Linked DNA regions of Mus musculus: region 2 is linked to region 1. The links are chromatin contacts, called in public Hi-C maps. All regions are on one chromosome and are shown on one strand. Each heading gives the region's core, a stretch centred on a gene start, on an enhancer-like site or on the middle of the called end of the contact. The rest is flanking DNA. Distances are from core to core; before and after follow the strand shown.

Evidence for each region. A called contact is a pair of places that touch in the nucleus more often than the background predicts.
Region 2: a Hi-C map of uterus shows a contact between it and region 1, with 3 times the contacts expected there. The contact joins two enhancer-like sites. A contact is called at or near these places in 1 of 15 datasets of contacts at CTCF or cohesin (the NIH/3T3 cell line), 3 of 484 Hi-C or Micro-C datasets (adipose-derived mesenchymal stem cells, myocytes and uterus) and 1 of 115 datasets of contacts at active chromatin or transcription factors (CD8 T cells).

Annotation. Positions count from the first base shown.
Region 1 is chr10:13,773,095-13,778,312 of GRCm38.p6, reverse strand. All of the region lies in intron 3 of Aig1 (androgen-induced 1), which reads left to right. Among named protein-coding and RNA genes, the nearest start is that of Aig1, 93 kb to the left of the region's middle. Within about 2 kb of position 2,137, at least 37 of the 459 cell types and tissues checked have an H3K27ac peak or open chromatin away from gene starts, as enhancers often do. A contact at or near this core is called in the NIH/3T3 cell line and uterus, where this site is marked.
Region 2 is chr10:14,045,500-14,051,067 of GRCm38.p6, reverse strand. All of the region lies in intron 1 of Hivep2 (human immunodeficiency virus type I enhancer binding protein 2), which reads right to left. Among named protein-coding and RNA genes, the nearest start is that of Gm51759, 79 kb to the left of the region's middle. Within about 2 kb of position 2,382, at least 107 of the 459 cell types and tissues checked have an H3K27ac peak or open chromatin away from gene starts, as enhancers often do. A contact at or near this core is called in the NIH/3T3 cell line and uterus, where this site is marked.

The sequences.
Region 1 (5,218 bases), core at 888-3,387:
ATGAAGACACTGTTGATAGGTATCAATTTTAAATGAGTCCTATTTCTTAGGAGAAGTCCCAAGGTTTTGCCCATAATTATTTCACACAACTACTTTCACTGTTTAAAAAAAAAAGAAAAGAAACCAGCTTTGTAAGTTCAGTGTTCAGTGATAAATCTTCTGTTTCAGAAGAGTCCGTCATTGTCAGATATTGTAAAATATCTGCCTCTGTAAGTTAGGTGTACTTGGGAACCAAAAGGAGGGAAATGTACCTTTTCCAGATACTCCTATGTATATACCAACAAGTTCTGTGCTCACTTTTATAGTACAAAGAGCTTTGTTTATTCCCCATAATTAATATCTTAGGGAGGTTTACTATTTTATAGATTTGTGAAATTTCTTGTAGGATATAAGGATATGTATGTATGTATGTATGCATGTATGTATATTTGCCAGAAACCTGCAAGGGAGTTCAAATAAATTGTACCTGAACTAAAACCTAGCCGCCCTTCCAATGTCACTGCTTTTGCAGTATACACTCAAAATCAGCTGCTCAGCATGCCCATGGAACAGAATGACAGCTGGTAGGAACGGGGCACATACATCAAGTTTGATGATCTATGTTGGAAATAGACATTCTCATGCAACTGCTGGAACATGGTAGTCCCAATATTGCTGAGTGTTTTCTCTCTTTGTTCAGATATCAGCTCAACAGTTGAAACAGACTTAGAGTAACAGTTGTTCAACATGGATGGTCTGGAGGCTGGTAGCCCATGTTTTCTCATGAGGCTCTAGAGCCAGCTCTCTCATCTGGCTGCTGTTGGATCCTCTAAGTTTTATCATCATCTTTGTACAAGCCATTTGTAGGGAGCATGTGAAAGAAGAAAGCATCCCAAGTTGCACATCACCTTTGCTCACCAGAGTTGCCTGGTTCCACAGATACGACACAGTAGGGGAGTCAAAGAAGTAGCATTCTTAAGTGCCAGTAGTTGTACCTTTTAGAGGAAAGGGAATAAGAGCCACTGTGGGGCGGTGACAGACTTTGACACATACTTCCTTCCCACTCCTTGATGAAGGTGCTAATAAAAAAGTTCCAGAACACATGAAGTAGAAAAGGGAAGGAAAGAAGCCACGGAGACAAAATAGATTAAATGGGGAACATGTTATTGATTTAAGCAGGGTACTGGGGAAAAAGCTATTCTTTCTTATTTTATGTATATTTGAAACATTCTGCAATAGAAGTTAAAGAAATTCTGGATCTAAAAAATAAAAACAATCTTTGGCTGTGCTTCGGTGTTCACTGACCTCGTATGAACTCCATTGAAGTCCTTCCTAAAGTTTTCAGGGCGTTGTTCTTCTGAGTGAATATTTGTGCTCATCGATTTTATTTTTATAGAAAGAACTTGTTAACAGTTTGCTTTTGGGTTAATTAAATAAAACCTTCCTGATTTCTCCGTGTAGTAATAAAGGGGATGCCAGGTGAGTTTGATGAGGCCCCTTTCGGTGAATAGAATCTAGAATAGACGATAAGACATTCCCTCAAACCTCACTGAAGAAAAATAGACTAGAAGGCCTGTGTTAGATCACATCACACTGAAAAGATCAACAAAAGATTCTTGGATAGGATGTTCTAAACCGTGATGGAAAAGTAAGCTTTTGACCGATGCAGGTGGTTCAGAGAAAAGTCTGGGTAGAGACCACCAAGAGAGAGGCTCCTGGCCAAAGATCATGAGCAGGCCTCTTGCCGACAGCCAACACAGGCACGGGGATTTTATTATGAGTACCTAGAAGTCTCATTTAAAAACAAGACAGTAAATAAGGAAGAGGCTTTGCAAGACTGATGCTTGTACAGGGACTTGTAGCTGTGAGAGTCTGTTGATGAAACAAACATCTCTCACAGTGTTGGGATGTACAGGCTGATGTGGGTGGTGGATGGCTGAAGCTGATAGCCGAAGCTGGAGGCAGATGAGTTTGCTGCTAACGAGACTGGGGGGAAGATTGCTTTGAAAGCCAGGTTTGTTAGCAAATGGGAGTCCTGATGACTGCATCACAATGGAAATGATGTAATGATTTCAGTTGACATTAACGATGGTGTGAGTCATGGGTATAAGAATCTCTCTACTCTCCTCCCCTGCCCCTGCTCACACTCACACACTGAGTTCTCAGTACTATATTTGTGGGTATGTAGGTGTGTCCATGGAGACCAGAGGAGGATGTCACATGTCCCCCCTCCATCTCTTTTTACCTTATTCCTTTGAGGCAGGAATATAGCACTGATTTGGAGGTTGGGGGTGGGGACAGCAAGAGAGCTAGACTCACAACCATCCAGCAGCTCTCTTTACCAGGACTGAGGGGCAGAACTCTCAGGGACTGCCATGCTAAGTGCTGCTGTGCTATTCAGTATTTCCTACATCTCTTGACTCTGTGCAATTTTTAAAAACTTAATTGGCTCTTCCACAACAGTGTCTCTGGTTTTCTTCTAGAGACTACTCTAATTTCCTTGTAGGTCCCTCCTCCATAGAATACTCACAGGACCAAGGCTAGGCTCCAACCCAGTTTCCTAGCAGTCATGCACACACACACACACACATGCACGCACTCCTGCACACACACATAGGCACCACACTGCACACTTCCACTTTCTTAAAATATTTGAAGCATGAACTCACTTGGGTTGTAACTCACCATGTTACTCAAGATGGCCTCATACAACAGTCACCCTGCTTGGGCTACCACCTCCTCCCCTCTGAGCTGGGAATGTAAGTATGAGTCGCAATGATCCATTGGATTACTCAAGGACATTTTATATGCAACATCCAAAATTGAAACATGGACCCTTGTGCCCTTCCCAAACCTGCTGTCTGTCTCAGTAAATACCATCACCATCTCCTTTGCTACTCAAGCCATCAGAGAGAATCATTAGTTTACAAAGATTGAAACTCCATTCTACAACCCCACTGGGATGCCCTGAGCAAAAGCTATGGCTTTAGTAATGTTATTTGCCCAGAATGTTCCTTAATATAACTGAGTTGTATATATAGTCCCGAAAAATAGGAATTTCTGATGTAACTTCACTGTAGCCCAGCAGTTGGATACAGGCACCCATGACCTGTTCCTTCAAAGGTGAAGCTGGCTATGAACTACCAGCTGTAAAAGAAAGTTGTGGGCTACTTATGGTGAATAAGCAACCACATGTGGCAATAGCACCAATTCCAGTGGGCCACAGAAATCCGTGAAATGTGGATGTTCTTCTTGTCTAGAAATTAGAAATCTGTTGCAGCTGTCTGGTGAGGAATGGGAGGTCATTTTCTTCCAATTCCGTCAGGACAGAAGGGGAATGCAGTTAAAGCCCCTCCCCTCCCCCACATCACATGAGGCTGTTTTCTTGGGAAAGACAATGATTTAGAGAAATAGAAAGTTCTTTTACCACATTGGGAGCTAGCAAGGTATTGTAAATGTAGTTAGTGATGTCCCTACCCCTTTCCTACATCTTCTTCCACATCAAACCTAACTGCTGATGCCTGGATCTTCCCGTGCACCAGGGCACTGTCCGAGTGAGCTCACCGAAGTCCTAAGAAGCCCTGAGTTAATTATGTCGCCATAATCGAGAACTGAGGCCTGAGAAGCTGGTGATTGGCCCACGCAAGAAGCTAATGCAAAGCCAGGCTCCAAATTCAGCCTATGGCACTCGTAATGCTGTGTTGCAGAGAAACAACCTCTGAGTGTCTTCATTACCTTGCTGAGGTTGTGTTGTTGATGTAAGATGTACCACCAATATAATTTAGTAGCAGTTTTTAGTAGAGTTCTGGGAATAAAATAAGTACTCCCAAATCAGTGTAGTTAGACCGGGTTTCTCTTCCAAAACTCTAACCACTGTTTTGGGCTCTTTTCTTCTTGATAGTTCCCTTTTATCTCATGTCCAGAAGGCTTTTAGCTCAAGGTACAAGCTACTCGCAGAAAATGGGTAAATTCTTGGTTATCGTCTTCTGAAATCAGGTCTTACAACTCAAGAGATTGGAGAGTTGGGGTTTTGTTTTGTGTGCCTTTTAATAATAAGACAATTTTTCGAAAGGCAAACAGACACTCTTTCCCTGTGGAGGACAGCCTTTCAGTCCCATCAGCAGAAGATTTCGGGAGAAGAAAATATGACGTTGGACAGCCTTCCTGTCCCGGGGTTGACCAGTTAGACCTTGGCAGAGGAATCTCTTGTTTAGATGCTTTGGGCCCTCCTCTCCTTCACTTCTACTTCTGGGTCTATGAAGATTGGAGGGTGGAGTACCAGGATGGCTGAGGTGGTTGGTGGCTAGCCTCCTGGGCTCTCAAATGCTAAATCCAATAACATGGCCGCAGGCTTCCCAAATTTCATCAGAAAGGAAGACCCAGAACACAGCTGACTCATTTCCCCAGCAGTCTATACACAGCCTCACTGACACATTTCTGCTATTACGCCTGCCTCCACCTTTACGAACATCAGAATTGTCAGGGAAATCCCATGGTACAGGGGATCTGGATCTTGAATTCTGGAACATTCTCAGGAAGGAAGCAAACATGAAACAACATTCAACAGCAGAGTGTTTAGGATGGGTTGAGGATAGAAAGATCTGGATTCACGGTTTCCCCAGAGATTGTCCTGGGAGGGGAACAGAGGGCCTACGTGTCCTGGTAAGAGTACGCCATCAACAGATTTAATGAGGTTCCCTGTGCCAAGTAATGTCACCAGGGAGAGCAGTGTGGGTAGAAGTCCGACAAGGATGAGCAGGAGCAAGAGAGCCAAGGGCAATGATGGACCCGTAAGTGCTCCCCCACTGTGCCATGGTGCATGTGTCCCTTCTTAGGACTTAGATCCTAATATTCCATGAGGGGGCAGGGGAAGGAAAGCAGAAGTGGGAATTGGGAAGAGGGAGGGGAACTAGAGTGTCAAGTTGACTGTGCTTAAGTTAGAATTTAACAGAAATAGTGAACAATTGGATTTCATTTCCTGCCTGTAGTTTTAGAGGCAAAGTGGCCGAAGATCACATAGTTACACAACAAGCCTTTCAATGACACAGCCAGACAGCCTGGCTTTTATATGCATACTCTACACGGTCAAGCTGTGCTATACCATTCTCGACTCAACTCTGCTCCACTCACGTTTCCCACAATCAAGCGGAATGGCTCAAGACCTAAGTTAAATTACGTTACGTGTGCAACGTAGTCTCTCCATCTGTCCCACTGCTACATTATCCATATCTTACTCCAC
Region 2 (5,568 bases), core at 1,133-3,632, 270 kb before region 1:
TGAGTTCAAGGCCAACCTGGTCTACAGAGTGAGTTCCAGGACAGCCAAGGCTGCACAGAGAGACCCTGCATCAAAAACAAAAACAAAAACAGACAACGTACCTTGCAGTCATATGCACCCCATTTTCAAGGTCTTACTGACTCGTGTAAACCATTAAGAGCTAAAGACATGGGTTCATACTGAGATGCTATAACTGCCATGGCCCGTGACCCTGCAGGTCACCAGATCCCTTCATGGTGATTCGGTGCTGTCAGACGTGGAAAGAAGCTCAGTCCTGCACAGCCAGCACCAAAACCAAAACCAAAACCTATCTTACGCAGCTCAAACCACCGTTTTTCTTCACTCATTGTCTTAATTGATTTGGCTGTAAGAAGTGCCTGTTACTCTCTGATATCAACCTATCAGTATACTTGAGAGACTGTCTACACCTGTGTCCCTCTAGATGACTTGGCAAGCGGGTGCCATGACCTCTGTCTCTAGAAATGACCATCTATTCCTGCTGTCCTTGCTTAAGAGCAACAATGAAAAAAAAATACATGCTGCTCTTTTAAATTTTGCAGTAACATAATTATTGGAAAATGCCTGTAATTTTTCCAGGGAAAAATTAGCGTTTACTTTTCCTTTAAAAAATGTTCCCTGGTAGGTTGCCCGTGCTCCAGTGGATGGCCATGCACATATGAGCAATGCTAATTGGACCCAGTGGACTTAAAACCAAAACAAAAGGGCCTGGTGTTGGGAAGAGGGTATGGTATTAGAGACACCCAGGAGGAGAGGAGGGAAGGACTGGGAGGAGATATAACCAAGCACACTGTCCATTTGTACAAAATTCTCAAAGAATAAATATAAACACTCTATACAAATCTTCTTCATGATGAACTGGTTTTTTTCCCTTCTCATTTATTCACTGATTCATTCAACAAACAGACGTACAGTGCTGTGTGGCATGGTTCTGATGCCCACAGATCTCCGAACTACTGAAAACCAACTGTGACTGGTTGGTCCCATAACAAAGGACACACAGTGTCTGGATATTATTTAATGGCATGCTCTCTGAAATTCAAGACCGGAAGCCCCCAGAATAGGAAGTGTCCACCAGGCTAATATTTCATTTCTAACACTATCCAATGTCTCGGGGCAGCCTGAACCCAACTTTAAAATCATCAGTAAGGTGTTCTAGAAACTTTCCAAAGGAAGTAACTGGCTCAGCACTCTCACAGTCTCGCTTTGTCAACTGTGCCTGTCTACAGTGTCCATCTTGACAACTTTAGAGGGAAGGGAGAATGCACACAGGATAACGGGAACTCAGACCGTCTAGGGTCCAGGAGGAGGGGTCTCCTGGTGTGACACACTGGAGATTCCCATTTTCATCATTTGACGTACAAACAAGGACTTGGGGGTTTTGTGCTTCTCTTGTAACTAACCTTTTCTTAGTTTCATCACAAATTTGTACAGCATAGGTGGTCTGCTTTCTTTCTCTTTAAAGCTGAACTTGTCTGGTTATTTCTTACAGTCATTGGTCGTTGGGATCTCTATTCACAGTGACTATTCTTTTCTTCTCTTGGCAGACTGTGCATTTGGTAAAGATTGTGCTCCATGGCATGTCCAAATGGGATCGGAGGAAATATTTGCACGCTTCCTCTATTCCTTAGAAGAGGAGCAAGCCACAGCTGTTTCAATCTGTCAGCTCTCTAAGCCTGGGATGAAGGGGAAGGCTCTGCCCCACAGAAGCAGGAACTCTGACCTCGCTACCAAGAGCATCTCCCTGTAGCATTATGGAAAGCCTCACTTGTAATGGGTACCAGCTGGTCTATGCCACCTGCTCGCCTGTCTCTCATCTCCTCATCTTATTTAAAAAGAGTCACATTCCCCAAGTTCACTTTTATATCTAGCATTGGAAATCTGGACTGTTTCCCCTCTAGACGAATGTCACAAATGGTAACTGGCACTCGAAGCTACCCCTCCTAACGCTTACATAACCGGATTTAGAATTAGCCTAAGGCAATGTAATAAGAGTACCACAGAAACTGCCAACCGCGGATGGCACAGTTTCTTGCCAGATCGCCAAACTGAGGACTTGAGTCAATAGTGTATAAAACAGTCTTCCCCAACATAGGCCACAAAAGACCAGGAAGAACTATCAAATAAGCAAACATGTAAGAATAGCAAGACGCATTGTCTGGAGGCGTACACAGTGACCTGGCACTGCACTGACAGGGACACTCTCAATGGCTCCCGTCTTTGTCAGAGGCAGCAAGGTTGGTCCAGTTACTGGCAGCCACAGGGGGAAGAAAATTGAAAAGAAGAGACAGAAGAATTAAGTGAGTCAGAAGCATGGGCAGTCCTTGAGAAGGAAGTCCCAGCCTTTGGGAGAGGGGGAGAGGGAATTCCTGCCACAAGCCAGCAGGGGAAGTCCCCTGATAGGGATTGCTACTCACACAGTCACAGACTAGGAACTGGAATACTCACTATTTAGAAACTTAACTCTCCCCACCCTTGCGTTCCTACTTGGATCTTAAGTTCAGGCTTTGTGCTGCTGATAAACGTCTGGTTGGGGCTGGCAGATGCACAGGCTTCAGATTTCTTGATAGCCTATGGAGGCTTACAAGTGCAGACATTTTGCCTCCCAGGGGACATTGAGCAAGGGGCTCCTTCTGACTGTTAAGATTGGCAGGAGAGTAGGGTTGGGCTACTGTCATCCACTGGGTGGAGGACAGGGATGTTGGGAAATATTTTGCAATGCACAAGACAATCTCCCTACTGCAAGGAGTATCAACTCCACCATAAAGATATCACGCTTAGCAAAAAAAAAGGCCAGCCAAAACCAACGTACTGTTCAGACTCATCAAAGCGTGATACCTGATCTTTAATTAAGGATATGAAATTAAGGAGGCTGGCAGAGTACTCATCAATGTGGTGTCACCTGGATAAAAGTGAAGTTTTCTCTGGCAGGAACTCGGCATTCCTATGTACAGAGAAAGCACACCACAGCTGCTTCTTAAGTGTGTCCATAGACAACAACTGTGTTCCTCAGCCAGCTTCAAATGACAACCAGGAGCAGGAAGCAAACTCCAGACGGGCTGGATTACAGCCAGTCAGTATTAAAGCAATTAATTCTCCCCAGCAAAGGTCTTCCTGGGCCACTCTGCCACAAATGGCTACCTGACCCAGGCAGAGAATGTCAGCTCTCCCTGACCCCCTGTCTCTAGCTGAGAGTAGGTCACCTCCAACTTCCTTCACCAAGTCTCATCCAGCAGGAGGGGGCCTGCTTCCTTCTCACAGATAAGGAGGCAAGGATATGGATCCCAAGAAAGAAAATGAAAGTGAGCCGGGAACCAGGCTCCTACCATCTGCAAGGCAAGACTGCAGAGCCAGCCATCCCCTCCACCCTGACAGACAATGAATTATCCCACCCCCTCCACCCCTGCCAGAGAGTGAGCTATTCCACCCACCCCTGCACCCCTGCCAGACAATGGGCTATACCACCCACCCCCTTGACACCTCCACTCCTGCCATTGAATTATCCCACTCTCTCCACCCCTCATAACCCCTCCACTCCTGCCAGGCAGAGGGCTATCCCATCTACCCCCTCCACCTCTACCAGGCAGTGAGCTAACCCACTCACCCCCTCCACCTCTGCCAGACTGTGAATTATCCCTCTACACCTGCTCAATAAAGTCTCACACTTGAGAGAAAGGGTAACAGCAAGATAAGTTTGTGGTCAAATGATACAAAACTTTTGTGTTTACTGATCCTTTGGTGGGGAGCCCAGTATTGGGAATGACAGATGGGGACACTTTGCTCACACTATGCTAAGAAAAACAAAAGACATTTTCCTAAGAGTTCTCCTGAGTACTTTTTTTCTTTAAAAGAAATGTCTTTAATTTTAATTATGTATGTGCATGGCTGAGTGTGCAGATATGAGTGAGTGTAGTGCCCACTGAGGCCAGAAGAGGGCGTCAGATTCCCTGGAAGTGAGTTAAGAGGTGGTTGTGAGCTAGCTACCCTACATAGATCCTGGGACTCCAGTCCTTTTCCAACACCACAGCCCAAGTTTTTTATATTGTGCTCCATTCATAGGCTTAAAGGGAGCTGTCAAGATGGGGTAGTGCCGAAGGTACATTCTTAGGAGCATGGAAATAATTTTATTATATTTTTAAACATGAAAATGTACAGAAACCACCATGGAAGCGTGTACAAAGTGAATGCAATACCAATCCATTTTTTTTTTCCTGCCACTTCAACATTATCATAATGCCCCAGGGCTTTGTTTTCCCCACAGAAACACCAGATTTTAAGATGCATTTGAAATCTGAGTCTTGATAAAACATGTTTGTTTGCTAGTTCTGTTGTTAGCTTTTTTCCCCCCAGTAAGGGCTGGCACTTTTAGAACTATCTCTCATCTGCGTTTGAGTGTACTCAACAACTATTATCTCATTACTTTACCACATCCTGGGAAGGGCTAAGTGGCAGACAGCATCCATCCACTGTCCTCCCTTTTCACTAAGAAGCAGCAAGGGGTTAAAAAACCAAGACCTTCATACTCCCCAGATCCACTTAACTGCCCTGGCCAAGCTGCCTCCAAGGAGAGGAAAAAATATCTCCTTAGATCAGAATGGAGACAGGCTTGCTGTACAGTGCCCTTGTGTTAAACCTAAGAGACAGATGCAAGACGCTTACTCCTCTCTCGTGGTAAATAACTCCAACATGACTGATGCTCCACAGAAATCAATAGCAGGGACGATTGCCTTTTTTGGAACTGCCTGGGCAGTCAGCTGGAGAGGGGGCACTGCTAATCCCAGGCATGCTGCCTGGATCATGCACTGAAAACAGGCTTCACAAAAGAGAAGGGCGAGTAGCTTACTTATTAAAGAGACAACTGTAAAGTCTGATACAAACAGGCAAGCGTAAAGCCTCCACTACACAGACCCAAAGCTTGGCTTGGCAACCAAAAAAAAAAAAAAAAAAAAAAAAAAACCCAAAACAAAACAATAAGCAGTTGAAAAAGTCTAGCCCCCCTTCATCCCTGAGATGACACCGCCACTGAGAAACAGTCTGCAGAGAGGGCTGGTGGAGATGGGCTCCCCAGTGACCCAGAACCCACAGCAGGAAGTAGAGGGGAAGCCTCCTCCGCCTGTCTGACACTAACCCAGTGAAAGACTGCAGTGGAGACCATGGGGATTTCTCCTTTTGCTTTGGTTCTGAAGCAGCCTACACTTTCCTCAAGGCCAAAAGTCTAGCTGACAATTGCCTAAATCGTGTTCCCCAAGGTCGTTCCTTTCTGCACTGCCCACCAAGGCAAGGGAATCCATGTGACCTTGAGGAGGATGAAAGTCATTTCTGACCCCACTTTTAATTCTCAACTGATTTAACTGAAACCAGACACTGGGTGCCAACAACGAGAAGTTTAAAACATTGTACATGAAGCTTGGGCTGATGAGCAAGTCACAAAATGATATATACTAACACCCAGTGCTGCCTGTCAACTTAAAAATTAAAATAAAATAAAATAAAATAATGAAGACAGAAACTCTATCAGCTCCTTTACAACAAACAGGCCTGGTTCGTTTA